Regions from separate parts of the Oryctolagus cuniculus genome. Here region 2 is linked to region 1. The links are chromatin contacts, called in public Hi-C maps. All regions are on one chromosome and are shown on one strand. Each heading gives the region's core, a stretch centred on a gene start, on an enhancer-like site or on the middle of the called end of the contact. The rest is flanking DNA. Distances are from core to core; before and after follow the strand shown. Region 1 holds the start of TSTD1 (thiosulfate sulfurtransferase like domain containing 1). Region 2 overlaps F11R (F11 receptor).

The links. A called contact is a pair of places that touch in the nucleus more often than the background predicts.
Region 2: a contact with region 1 is called in a Hi-C map of liver, with 5 times the contacts expected there. The contact joins the enhancer-like site here to the promoter of TSTD1 in region 1. A contact is called at or near these places in 3 of 6 Hi-C or Micro-C datasets (ear pinna, liver and an unstated tissue).

Annotation. Positions count from the first base shown.
Region 1 is chr7:37,757,534-37,760,629 of mOryCun1.1, reverse strand. TSTD1 (thiosulfate sulfurtransferase like domain containing 1) reads right to left here and starts at 1,385. Exons shown (of 4, transcript XM_051858463.2): 1 at 1,252-1,385; 2 at 692-878; 3 at 133-295; 4 at 1-47. The coding sequence starts at 815. USF1 (upstream transcription factor 1) reads right to left here. Exons shown (of 11, transcript NM_001082635.1): 8 at 3,006-3,064; 9 at 2,763-2,857; 10 at 2,386-2,514; 11 at 2,057-2,211. The coding sequence ends at 2,122.
Region 2 is chr7:37,797,076-37,800,333 of mOryCun1.1, reverse strand. F11R (F11 receptor) reads right to left here. Exons shown (of 10, transcript XM_070077463.1): 7 at 3,230-3,258; 8 at 2,979-2,991; 9 at 2,639-2,687; 10 at 1,575-2,478. The coding sequence ends at 2,443. Among named protein-coding and RNA genes, the nearest start is that of F11R, 25 kb to the right of the region's middle. Within about 2 kb of position 1,778, at least 2 of the 8 cell types and tissues checked have an H3K27ac peak or open chromatin away from gene starts, as enhancers often do.

The DNA of each region.
Region 1 (3,096 bases), core at 136-2,635:
CCTGTTGCTCCAACCATTCTCTATAGGCCCCAGCGTAGTTTCGTGCCCTGTGGAGACAAGGAGGGGGTGAAGGGCAGCCCCAGCAGGCGGTCCCCAGGGCCTTCCCCACAGCAAGGCAGGCCTGTCCCATACCCTGTGTATCCAAGCTTCCGGGCCAGCTGCGCGGCCTGGGAGCCCCGCCGGCCCATCTGACAGAAGAAAACGAGGTTCTCCTCCTCCAGCGTGGGCTTCTGAGCGGAGTACCTGGCCTGGAAAGCAGCCGGCTCCATCTGCAGGGCGCTTTCCAGCTCGGACACTGGCAGGGGTGGAGAGGACACAATGCCGAGCCCGCAGTCTGGGGGCTTCGGAAGCAGGGCCTGGAGTCCCAGTGGCGGAACGAATCTCCAGGGGGCCCCAAAACAACCTACAGCGTTCCCATACCACCCTGCCCCGCCCCATCTAAGGGACTAGCCGCAGCCCAGCGCTTAGCTTAGCTCGGGTCAGCCAAACAGCCTTTGACCGGAGCCGCTTCCCCGCGGGAGGGGGGGGGGGGCGGGCAGAAAGAGGCTGGCCCACCCCCCTCCTCACTGCCTACTATCCCCTCAAACTGGATGGGCCAGTTCGGCTGCCAGGACCCGCCTCCAACCAGCCCTTCGCTAGGGAGGCTGAGGGCTGTCTTAAAGGAACGCAGGACCCCGATTGCTGCGCCTACCCCTCGGTGAGCCCTTCCCGGCTGTCCTAGTCTGACACGGGGACCTCCCTTCTCCATCTTGTACCCGGGATGTTGAGCGCCCCCGGGATCGTCCCCGCTGCTGCTTCCTCCCGAGATCGCACATCGAAGAGCCGGGCGCGACCAGCGGCTAGGAGTGATCGGAGTTCGGGGAGCGAGACCGTGGGTGCTGAGGAAGGGAGCACGAGCGCCTTCAGGGAAGAGGGTTCCCAAGGCACAGCAGCCGCGGCGCCCCCTCCCCTGGCTGCGGGCCAATCCATTGAGGCGAGCGGGGCGGGGGGGCACCTCAGCCCCGCTGCCCCACTTCCACCCACGGGGCCTCCACGCGCGCCCGCAGCCACTTATCAGGGCGAGGTCCCAGGTCTACCCTGCAGGTACCTCCAGCCATGGTGCGCGCCGCGATTGCAAATCCCAGGAATAAGGCCAAGGCACTCCCCCTCGGTGCCGGTAACATCTCTCCCTCCCTCCAGGAGCCAACCGGAACCGGAAGCGGAGGGAGAGCCTCCCGCTCCGCCCCCGCAGCACCTGTTAGTGGTGCCTACCACCAGTCCACCGGATATCCTAGCGAGTCCCCAGCGTGGGCAGGAAACGACTCATTAGTCTGGCAGCGGTAGAGGCACTAGGTGATGAGCATAAAAGCAGCATCCCACCCTAAACCCGGCCCAGCCCTTCGTGGTCCAAAAGCCAGGAATGCCCTCCCTTCCGCCCTGGGGCCCACAAAAGGAGGAGAAAAAGACAACTGTGGCTCTGAACAATTTTATCTTTAAAAAAAAAAAAAAAAAGGGAAAAAAAAAAAGAAAAGGAAAAAAACCACCCCACGAAGGGGAAGGCCCTAAGTGGGCCTTGCCTGCTGTCCTCCCTGGCTCCAGAGACTTCTGCATAGGCCGTACTGCTTGCTGGCTAGCCTCCTCTGTGGGACAGCAGCCACTGCTGAGCATCCTAACCCCACTTCTTACTTGAGCCTGTTCCTCAGAGCCCCCGGGTACAAAGCTGAACCTCAGCTCCAGGCAAGGGACCAATGGAAGCGCCCGAGCCCCGTGGCAAACCAGAGCTCGCGGTCAGCAGGTCCTCTGCTGGGCACTCTAGGCAAGCGCAGGGCAGGCCCTCCTCCCCCCGGCTCCATGTGTCCAGTCTCCGGCGTGGGGACAGCACATGCATTGTGCAAGAGGAGCACAAGGGCCCGGGGAGCTGGATGGCGAGGGGGTGGGCAAGGCGGTCAGGGCAGGTCCACACTGTGTGTTTCCCACCACTGCGGTCTGCCATGGCGCAGGGCCTCAGTTCAGAGACACGGCTTCTGAACTCCCCCCAGGCCCAGGCCGGGAAGCGGGCAGTGAAGGAAAGGGGCGTGGGATTGGCCTGTTGCTCCTGGGCTAGCTGCAGTTCCCGGGCCCAAAGCCCCCACATCCCCATGGTTAGTTGCTGTCGTTCTTGATGACGACTTCCAATCCGTGGTGCCGCAGCTGAGCCCGCAGCAGCAGGTTCTTGTTTTTAAGATCTTCCACCTGACACAGGAAACAGGTAGTAAGGGGAACGGATTAAACAAAGGGAACACTGCCAGCCCCCCCCCACCCCGAACCCATTCAGAGGGTCCCCTGGTGAGGCCCTCTCCACGGATGATGCCACAAAGAATCTGAAACCAGCTCTGCGGCTGCGAGGGGGACCGGGGGGCGTCGGACCTGCTGTCGAAGCACATCGTTGTCCAGCTGCAGCTGGTCGAGCCCCTGCAGCTCCTCAGACAACCGGTGGTTACTCTGCCGAAGCTCCTGGATGTAATCACAAGCTTTGGACAGGATTCCACCTTTACTCTGCAAGACAAAGCCGACCAAATGAGGTCTAGCCTTGAAGACATCTGGCCTGTCCAAAAGCATGCTCACGCTTCGGACCTCACTGTCCCCTAAGGATGGCACCGTGACACCTCCCAGAGGCACAGGACCCTCGGAGAGAGGGAAGGGAAGACCACTGCCACGCTGTGTCCCTCTCTCCACCATTTCTGGAAACGATACCAGGAGACAGAATTCAGGCGGCCTGCCCACCACCAGGGCCTTGCCATGACCTGGCCAGACTTGGTGCTCTCCATGGAGCAGTCTGGGATGATCTTAGACAGCTGCACAATCCAATTGTTGATCTTGTCTCGGCGGCGGCGCTCCACTGCGGGGCAAAGTGACTCCGTGAAAACTCACCACAGCCTAGGGTGAAAACTACCTAACCTCCCCTCCCCCAGCCCCGCCCGCCAGATGTCCCTGCTGCCCCCACTCCCACACAACCGCTCCCTGCTTCACACTCAGATCCAGCTCACCTTCGTTGTGCTGAGCCCTGCGTTTCTCATCCCGAGTCGTCCGGGGGGCCTCTGACTTCCTGACAACAGAACCCAGGGTGGCCGGAGTAAG
Region 2 (3,258 bases), core at 529-3,028, 39 kb before region 1:
TCCATGAGCCTGTCCCATTCTTATCCCTCAAGTCTCCCTTTAACGTAGGGAATGGCAATTTGGGGATCATTCCCATTCTAGCACAGACTGATGGAAAAGCTAAATTAAAAAGTAACTATCGGGGCCAGCACTGTGGTGTAGGTTAAGCTGTAGTCTTGGTGCCAGCATCCCCTATGGGTGCCTGTTTGGGTCCTGGCTGTTCCACTTCCATCCAGCTCCCTGCTAATGTGCTTGGGAAAGCAGTGGAAGATGGCCCAAGAACTTGGGTCCCTGCACCCCTATGGGAGACCTGGAAAAAGCTCCTGGCTCCTGGCTTTGGCCTGGCCTAGCCCCAGCAGTTGAGCCATTCGGGGAGTGAACCAGCAGATGGACGGTCTCTCTCCCTCCCTCTTAAAAAAAAAAAAAAAAAGTAACTATCAGAAGCATGCGAGGAAGCATATCTCTAATCTCTTAATAATATGATTACCAGGAAAAGTTTGGACATCCAAGTCTCTCTGGGAGTCCCAGTTCTCTTTATACAGAACTTCAGGATTTAAACGAACTCAATGTGAAAAATAAACATTTATTAAAAAAGTAGTTTTGACATTCTAAAATGAAGCAGACAGGGTGTTTTCCAACTCAAAAGGGCTCTCGTAAGATGGAGAGGTAAATTCCAAGGCTGGCCGTAACTGACTCATACTCTTGACAAGTGGCTCTGAGAGAGGAACCATAGCTTACCAGAGCCATGAATCACCTGCTCCTCCCCACCCCATCTTCCAACCACAATACGCAACTGAAGCATACTTTAAAAATCTCATCCTTACTGAACCATACCACGATCTCTACTTAGTGAATTGGATCTTATTTCCTCTGGAAATATTTTTTGTTACTGGGACACACATGACCCTTAACCCTCTTTTTTTTTTTTTTTTTTTTTTTTTTAAATCCATAATAGAAAACTCAACTTTGAGTTAGGGATTTTCAGATATGGGGCTAGAACATGACAAAGTGGCATTCACGTGCCACAGAAAGAAATAAAAGATAGTCAACAGGACCCTTTCTTTGCTCTCTTGCTACATAATAAATAGATTGAGGGATTGTAGAAGATGGGGAAACAGAAATTTAGGGGCAGAGAAGGTTCTAGATGGGAAGAAGAAAGCAATGATGGCCAGGCTTGCCTTGCTTAGGAGGCTTCAGTCTCTCCTGAACCCCATCCCAGTAGACAAAGCATCAGTTACTACTTCACACTAAAGTTCTCCAAAGGATCTGAGGAACTCCCTGCCTCGGCCCCAAAGCAGCTCTGCCGGCAGCCCTAGAGAAGTCCATTAATGCACCTGGCTGGGCGGGAAGAGGGAGGGGGCACCCTCTCCTCTCACCTGGCTGAGCAGGCCGAGCAGAAGGCCTGGTCACAGAGGGTTCTGGAACGCGTGCTCCAGGAAGCAGCTCTGCCTTGAGATAGGAAACAGGAAGCGAGGCAGGACAGGGTCCTGGGAACCAGCCCCCGGCTGCAGGGAAGGCATTTTCCTGTTTGAACAAAGGAGCTCAGGGACCCTCAAAGATCTCCTTTCTCCAGCTTCCCACAAAAAGAACCTTCGACAAGTCAACTTTTTATTTCCAACATCCAGCTAAGACAAACGCACAGAAACGCAATCTCACCAAAGAGCTAAGATACCTCCCAACATCCATCCAATTTCAGCATTTGGCTAAGACCACACACACACACACACACACACACACGCACACACGGGCTCAGCTGCCACACACGGCCCCACAGACACACACAGTCTCAGAGGGCTCTGTCCAGTTGTTCCAGCCAAGGGAAGGGTGACGGTCTGGGCTACCAGCTCCAGCTTTTCTTCAGAGCTGTGGTTTTAAATCTTTTCCACTCCGTGTCCCCTGAAGGTTTACTGTGCTTCGGCTTTCCTACGGACACAGCGCCAGTCTGCTTTTGTTCAGACGGAGGACAGGACCCCGTGGCACTTCCGGTGAGGAGACAGAACAGTGGGCTCCAGAGATGGAGGAGATTTAACGTCATCACCAAACAACGGTTCCAGCCGCTCCAGTCTCCGACCCCCACTCCAGAATGGCTGGCACTGGCTCTCCATGGGGAGGGAAACCGATTCAGAAGCCACTGCGGCCCAGCTGGGTAGCGATGGCGGGTTTCAGGAAGCCCCACCCCTCTGGCTGTCTACGTAGAAGGGAGTTAATAGGCACAGCCGGGATTCCTGTCTGACCCCTCATAGGCTGAGGAATACGAATTTTCTACAATCCCAGGCCACTCGGCAGCAGCAGGATTGAGAGAGAGTGTGTACAGGGAGAAGGGGCACATAGCTGACATCATTAAAAAACACATCCTAACTGAGATGCTAGTAGAGGGCCTGTGAAAACTACAGACACCAGGGGCTAGAGTCTAGTAGCACCGGAGTAAGGCAAGCACAGGACCAGGCGGGAGCCAGACCAGGGTCACACCAGGAATGACGAGGTCTGTTTGAATTCGCCCTGGGGAGAGAAAACATCCAGTCAACTCTCTCTAGTTTTCTTTAGCCTACAATCCCCCAAACACAGGCACACACAGGCTGGGAACCCCCTCACTCCCTGGGAGTGTGTGGGGGTGTGCGTGTGTGTGCAGAGGTCCCCTTCCCCAGGGCAGTGTACTCACGTCACTTCTAGCAGTGGGCTGGCTGTAGATCACCTTCTTGCTGGAGGTCCTGCAGATGAAGATGGAAGATGGAGACACTCAGGTCCCCAGGTGCAGAGCCACCCCCTCCCCTCCAACTTCAGAGGGCAGAACCAAGAACTTTACAGAAGTGCTCAGCAGAGAGGTGTGCACAGAGGGAGACAGGACAAGGCCAGGGTCACAGCAAGCAGGGGTAGAAATCCCAAGGTCTTCCCCCGAGGCTGGCTGTCTCCTTCTCCAGCCCATCCCCCTGGGCCCATGCTGCAAACCACATGCATCCACGTTTTCACCTCCGACAATCCCAGGACAACATGTCACTCACCCTTTCTTTGTTCCTAGAAGAGAAAAAAAAAAAAATGGGATCTTGAGTGTCAGCAGGGTACAAGACAGCATGGCACACACAATGAGGGGACTAGCACGGGGCATCTGATACATGCTAGATCAGGTGACCCATGCTCCTGGGGAGGGGGGGAGACACCCATATCCAGGGACAAAGTGTCAGGGTCAGGGCTCGGAGAGCACCCATGAACCCATGCCTGGGATGGAGACAACACAAAGGAGAGCCAAACTCACTGTCAAAGTAGCCTCGGCTATAGGCAAAC